Linked DNA regions of Zea mays: region 2 is linked to region 1. The links are chromatin contacts, called in public Hi-C maps. All regions are on one chromosome and are shown on one strand. Each heading gives the region's core, a stretch centred on a gene start, on an enhancer-like site or on the middle of the called end of the contact. The rest is flanking DNA. Distances are from core to core; before and after follow the strand shown.

Evidence for each region. A called contact is a pair of places that touch in the nucleus more often than the background predicts.
Region 2: a Hi-C map of ear shows a contact between it and region 1, with 1.8 times the contacts expected there. The contact joins the promoter of LOC100274376 here to the promoter of LOC103636608 in region 1. A contact is called at or near these places in 5 of 25 Hi-C or Micro-C datasets (ear, leaf and tassel).

The regions. Positions count from the first base shown.
Region 1 is chr8:179,032,070-179,035,757 of Zm-B73-REFERENCE-NAM-5.0, reverse strand. LOC103636608 (protein disulfide-isomerase LQY1, chloroplastic) reads left to right here and starts at 2,132. Exons shown (of 4, transcript XM_008658967.4): 1 at 2,132-2,499; 2 at 2,608-2,644. The coding sequence starts at 2,146.
Region 2 is chr8:179,236,707-179,240,394 of Zm-B73-REFERENCE-NAM-5.0, reverse strand. LOC100274376 reads right to left here and starts at 1,676. Exons shown (of 9, transcript NM_001148736.1): 1 at 1,286-1,676; 2 at 1,044-1,143. The coding sequence starts at 1,516.

The sequences.
Region 1 (3,688 bases), core at 883-3,382:
AACCCCAACCACCTTCATTCAAAAGATCCAAGCACTCCACTCATACACATTCAATATAAGAGCTAGCAATCCATTCCAAGACACATTCAAAGCTTTCAATCTCTCCAAGTTCCACAATTGAAACACGTGATCATTAGTGATTAGTGACTTGAGAGAGTGTGATTCGTATTTCATTTGTTGCTCTTGTTGCTTGGTTTTCATAATCATGCTTTCTTCTTCACCTTCTAAACCTCCAAGTGTTTTGTAAAGCAAGCATATTGACCATATTAAATCAAAAATAACTTGTGAGTAGAGGATTGTGGATTGTTACCACTAAACTAGAGATGACAACTGGAACCTAATCCCCAATTCTTCGTATGAAATTCCCCTATTATGAGGACGGGTATGGGAGAAATTTAATCTCCACGTGAATTGAAACAGAGAAAATCTAGTCTCCATCGGGTTCGTGAGGACGAGGATGGACAATCACCCCATGCACATTCCCTATGTATTTGTACCGTGGACTTCTCTTGTTCTAAATTAGTCCATTGGAATGTTAAATTCTACAAAAAAAAACTCAACACGTTGTTTAGTATAATTAGCCAACTAAGCTTTAAAATAGATGTCTCTTGTTATTTTAAATCAATTTATATTGATTTGATATAATCAATTTTTAATTGTCTTCAAATATTGTATTTCATAATAGGGATGGCTTCCTAAATCTCTATGCGGGGATAGAGATGAGAGAAAAAGATCACCTATGAACATTTATGAGGATGGGGATGGGGATTTTTTTTTCTCCTCATGGAGACGGGGATGGAGTGCCATTTCCCGATTGGGAATTCCTCTATTGACATCTCTACACTAGACGCACGGTACAATAGAAAAAAATATGATGATATAATAGAAGTAGCCATACATTCTTATATATATACCAGAAGCATGATCAAGTTCACATATGATCTGATTTCCACACATACATGGATGGAACACCATCAGATGATAGTAACTAGGATAAGTCTTTCTTCTCTAACATGCCAACCCTCTAGTATATAAACCACTGCTAATAGTCTTGTACCCTAAAAGTCTATTAATATTCTCGTATACTGACATAACATATATTGGCTATACCTCTACACTATATCCCCTCTTCTCTTTGCTATTGCATTTTTTTTCCGTTTTTTAACTTTTATCCAAACGCCACAGATGTTTTATTTGTCTTCTCTTTCATATTGCACTTTTCCTTCCATGTCCTAACTTTTATCTTTGTTTTATTAACTATTCTAATTTTTATCTAAACGACAAAGAATTTTATGGCCTATTTGGTTTACCGTAAGAAACCTATGTGCATCCTCATCCAACGTGGTTTAGTTAGGCCTTTTCATTATCCGTAAGATACAGTCCATACCACTATATAATTTATCGGTTTAAACTTTGTAAAATTTATTCAACCAAATTATCACACACTTATAACCTCCACTAAATCCACCAAATAAATGTATCTAAATTTAACACACCATCAAACCAACAGTTCATAATAGTTAGATAACTCTCTCTCTTTTACTTACTTAAATTTAATCAACAATATTATTTAGATCATCTCTATACTTAGTCTCCACCACCTCGCGATCCCGCTATCCCTAATCTCCCCCTCCCGCACAAAACTGACGCCCCTTTCCCCTCTCATCACTCGTGCCGCTGTCGCAATCGATCTCTTCGCTCCTAGAGAACGTAGCATTAACAAGAGTTATATGTTAGTTGTTAGTAAGATCTAATGTGGTTTGATTAGGCCTATGGTGGTTTGATTAGGACTATGGTTCCTGCTGCACCTTCATTTTCAAGTTTTGCACCTTTTAGTCCTATTTGTGCATATATTTTAAAATTTGATTATCAAATTATAATATTTTAATAAATTAATAAAATTTATTTTTTAAAACTTTGATCGAATGCCTATAAAAATCGTTTTATAACATTAAATTACTACATTAGACATGCTTTAAAATATATTGTTATAATATATATATTTTATATCATAGATATTATTATTTTGTATAACACTTAATAAAATTTTGAAGATAGTTTGACTAGTATAGATCGGAAGAATCAATTTATTTAAAGATGGAGGGAGTAAATATTAGAAAATGTTGGGAGCCACACTTAACTGAAATGAGAGAAAGGGAAAGAAATTATCCGAACAACGCCCTCCTATCACTGCCACGTCACCGCATTTGCACCCAGCTTTCCTCCCATCCCATGGCTTCCCTCCTCTGCCCCGCCTCTTCCTGCCCCTCTGCTTCACTGCGCCGCACAGCCGCCTCCCCCGCTGCACCATCCTTCGCCTCAAGTCGGCACTACGGAGCCCCGCTTACGTTCCGAGTCGCCTCTCAGCCGCCGCAGGCCCTTGCCGCGGCCCCTTACGGCTACGGCAGCGACCTGCTCAGGCCCATCGACACACAGACGATCATCATAGCCGCCGCCGTCGTATCCGCAGTCTCCCTCTCTCTCGTCCTCGGCCTCAAGGTCTCCTCTGGCTTTTTCGGTTTCCTTTTCTTGCAGAATGCATGAATGGCACTGTAGTCTGCTGGTCTATGTTATGGATTTGTTATGTTCTTTGATGTGCTCCTTCAGGGCGACCCGGTGCCGTGCGACAGGTGCGCTGGGAATGGTATTTTGCAGTTCCTCTCCATTGCGTTCTTTTTTCTCTGTCCAGATGAATAGATGATAAGGGCACCTCTTAATTCAAAATAAGTTATTATATTACATAATCTATAATCTGGACAGATTATAATGCCAAACAAATAACACTGTTTGGTAACTCTATTTTTTTGGTAACTCTATTTTTAAAGTTTTTTTATTTTCTCAAGTAAAAATGAAATAATTTCTCTTAGGAAAATAGAAAACCATTACGCCCTATTTGGATCATTGGAATTGAATTCCATTCTAATAATAATAATTTAGTCATATATCAATCAAACTAATTTGGTTTTATGCAAAATATATCAGTATACTATTATTAGCAAGATGTCTGAGATATTTATGCGCTATATTTTTACTACAGAGGAGTAAGTCGAAGATCGTCTTGTAAGTTACAGAATAGAAACAAATTCTACTAAAACATAAAATCATTTCTTATCATCCACCCCATAAATTTGAGATAAACTTATATCAAAACTTTGGAAAGTGATGAAATGTCAAATTCCAAGCTAAATAGATTACTTTATTAAGTGAATTCCAATTCCTCTAAAATGAAGGGATCCAAATGACCCATTAAAAAAATGGGGTTCCCAAACTAGCCCTAAGTCTAGAAATTAGCCTGCTGTCCAAAGCCTGAAACTATAGCAAATTGTACGTGCCTTGTTGCTAATGGGTGCTGACTCATCTGGGATGTGAGCAAAACAAAGGGATGGATGTTATTGTGGTATATGACTGATCCATAATGTATGTTAATGTATATGTATCGTAAGTTCATTTTGCCCCATCTTCCAATCAGGGAATTGTCACACACCCATGCTTATATATACACACACCTGCACTTTTGAATGACCCCAAGTTGTGTGTTATTCTGTTTAGTCTGCTACTCTGCAAACATAATATGTCTAAATGATTACATAGTTCCATTGGACGTCAGCGCTTCACTTGGTGGTTTTCTTAGTCATTTCAGTGCCCACTACAAATTGATGGAAATTATCAATAGGAGATCATTGTAGGA
Region 2 (3,688 bases), core at 427-2,926, 210 kb before region 1:
ATTATATCTCACACATAGATCCGTAGCATCCATCTTTCTGTTTTTCAAAATTCAAACAGCCCATATGTTCAACTAAACCCTGGATTTTAGGTGTGTACTCAAAGAAATTGTCTAATATTAAAAAGAGATGTGCACGTAACTTCTTATAAGTAATGAACTATCTATGCTATATTCTAGAAAGCAAAAAACATTCAAAAAATACAACTTACAGAAAAAACTTGCTGGACAAAAAACATTACCCAATATAGGATAACAGAATCAATAATTAGATAACAAAGTGTGCAATTTTCTAAGTATGTTGGCCCTATCGGGAGTAGCCATCAGGCATTTACGACCTTGATACAGTATGAACCCCACACAAGCATGAGCAAAACTGGGGAATTAACAATGTAATTAACCCTCGTCATTCTTGGTGATTGGACTTGTGTCACCGTAATCAGTGTGTGTCCCATGGGGCATCTCCAAACATCGCAAGAGCTTTGTTACTTGCTAGTAGGGAGATTCATCTATGAATGCTGGCTGGCTTCAAGGAATTTCTTACCTCACAGCCCTTGTGGCTTGTACCAAGTGTAGTTTGAGATTTGGTCGTGGTGTTCTCTTTGTACAAAGGCACACTGATCTGGGTGTGTGTGGTTTGTTTGTTTGTAATGCCCCTTCATCCTTTTTTCTTTCTTATAATATAATTATGCGCAGCTCTCTTGTGTCTTCAAGAAAAAAATACTAATATATGTAAGAGGTTAAGTAATTGAAGTTTATGAGTTGGATTACTGGAGGTAACTAATCTCACTGTCGACATCATTATGAGCTGTAAAATGATTTGAACGGTTTCATTTAAATTAATATCGGTGCAGGACAGTGGCCAGTTTATTGTAAAAAAACGAATCCACAAAGTCCAAAACAATCTAATTATGCTAGATCGTAATAAAAACAAGTTTTAACAACTCATGATCTTCTTGAACAAATAAAACCATTTGCCAAACGTCACACGAGCAAACGTGCAACTACCATAGCATCAGACATAATGTAGCGACACGAAGACTGACCTTGCAGACCAACGAACATGACTACGCTTGGCTTGCCCTTTTTGGGAGTGAAAGAAGGCTTCCCGGGATCTAACATGGTGCAGAGTTCCGTGAAGACAGCCTACAGCAACAAAAACTGATATCAATTAACGCAATCAACGAGATGCACAGGTTAACCCCGAATTACACAGAAATCCCTCGAAGCTCTTGACGAATTGGGCGCGGATTGGGCAGATGAGGCGACAAACGAGTACGCCCCTTACCTGCTGCATGATGCGGCGCTTGTTGGTGCCTGCGGCAAGCGCCTCGAGGTTGACGATGCGCTTGATGTTAGCCTGCATGTCGCGGACCATCTTGAACTGGACATCGGCCTGTAGGAGCGCGCGCGAGATCTCGTTGAGGCACTCGTTGAGCACCTTCTCATCGATCACCGTGGCGTTGCTCATCTGCGCCAGGGCGCGGGAGATGCTCCCGCCCAGCTGTGCGAGCACCATCTTGCCGGGGCCGAGGTGCTTCCCTTCCGCTTCCCCTGCCGGTGGAGTTGGCTTCCGCGAGTAGGGAAAGAGAGGATTAGGGTTCCGATGGGGAGACGCTCGAGCCCTGAGCGAGCCGCGTGAGAACGGGGATGGGTGGAGGAGGTTACGGTGACGTAGAGACGAGAAGGAACGTGGAACGCGGAGGCGTGGCGTACTGGCGTGAATGATGAATCAAGGTGAAGGGTGAGAAATGGCAATTGTGTTTACGACATAGTATAGGCCTCCTTTTAGAACGTGGGATTTTTTTTCCTGTTCCTATGTTTTCATGAGAAAATAAACTGATTTTGTGAAATTTTTATATAATTTCTATAAAATTCTTACGTTCCAAAGGATGTTACAGTGGTTCCATCATTGATAATTGTTCGCTTTAGATTAAAGTTAGTTGTACCTCTAGTTTATAGAGACAAAATGCTAAAGCTGATATAGATTAAAACCAAGCGAAAAAACTGACATATATTATGTTGGATTTTTCACTAAAAGCTGGCTGGTTCGGGCGTGATTTGTTCAGTGGCCCGACCAAGTCAGTTGTAGTAGTAGGCTCTAGCCCACTGCTGTTGATTGACTTGGTCAACCATTAAGACAGATTGACCCTATACAAACAGAGGGCCCGGACCAAGCTGAAGAACAGTGGTGGAGCGGAGCCACCTCCCAGCGTGCTGTCCGGACACGTGCCCGGGCTTGTCCGGTTGTCGATCCACTTGAATCATTGGACGTGTGCGGCAGGCAACGAGGCGTTGCGGTAGCCTGCCATTCGCGGAATCGCGGCGGCCGCATTGACGCATTGTAGGCTTTTTTGTAGCTAGCAGCGGTACGGTAGCGGAGTGAGGATGCGTGAGCATGTCACTAACTTGCCATGCTGATATGACGTTAATAAATAATGGAACTATAGTGATATTACCTCCAGTCTAGCTAATACTAATGTCGCATCGAATGTTTAAAATAATATTATTAATATTAAATATAATATAATTATAAAACTAAGTATATAGACGAAGACTAAATGATAAGACAAATTTATTAAACGTAATTAATTAATAATTAGTAAATATTTACTGTAGTATCACATGAGAAAATCATTGACTAATTAGGTTTAATGTATTTGTATTCATCCGTGTAGTTAGTTTTATAATTAGACTATATTTAATATTTCTAACTATTATTCAAAATATTTGATATGACATAGAGTTGGAGAATCTAAATACCCCATAAGGCCTAATAAAAGTATGAATGCATCACACAACATCAAAAAACAGATCTCAGGAGCACACAATTGCTAGGATGTCTAGTTTTACACAAATGAGTGCTCAGATCTCTCTAGAATGAACCAAATGTGTGCAAGTGTATAGGAGTGTTCCTTTGCTCTAGGGATGCTTAGGTACTCGACATGGCTGAAGGAGATATTTATAGCCCCAAATAGCCAATAGAGTCATTGGAAGAATTGTTGAAATTCTACTCTACGAGGGAGCACCAGACCTCCACCAGTGTCGCTATCTCTAGGATGTTGATTTGGACCTTCCATCTAGGCTGGCACCGGACCGCTTCGGTGCGCCACCGGACGTCCGGACCCTATGCCACGTCAGCTAGCTGTTGCGGTCTACTATTGGAGCTGAAGCAATCGTTAGACCGAGGTCTAGTGCACCATCGAACCGAGGTCCAATGATTTTGTCTTCAAGACTTAGAGCGTCGAGTTCGTTGTAGATGGTTCGGTGCTGTGGAGGACGGATATCCCCCGAGTCCACCAGAAGGATAAAAGACCTCACGAAAGTTCCGTGGGCCCAATAATTCGCGAGGTCATTCCTTCGTGGGCCTGGGGAAGAACGCTTAGTGAAATGGATCAACACAAGATCGGATCGACGCAAGCCCAGATGGCCCGACGAATTTGAGTAATGATCGCAACAGTGACCCGACCTCCCCGCGCAGGGGCCCCGCGTATCGGAACAGAGCGGAGATAGGTCGGCAGGATTATAGGAAGATAGACTCAGTCGGTTCACTATTACTTAGGCACACGTTGTTATCATATCCACATGTAACGCCCCACGGTCGAGTATATAAGGCCTAGGGGGCACCCCTTCAAAGACATCTATCCATCCCACTACTTAGCCATCCACCCGGCTCTCTACACTTCCAACA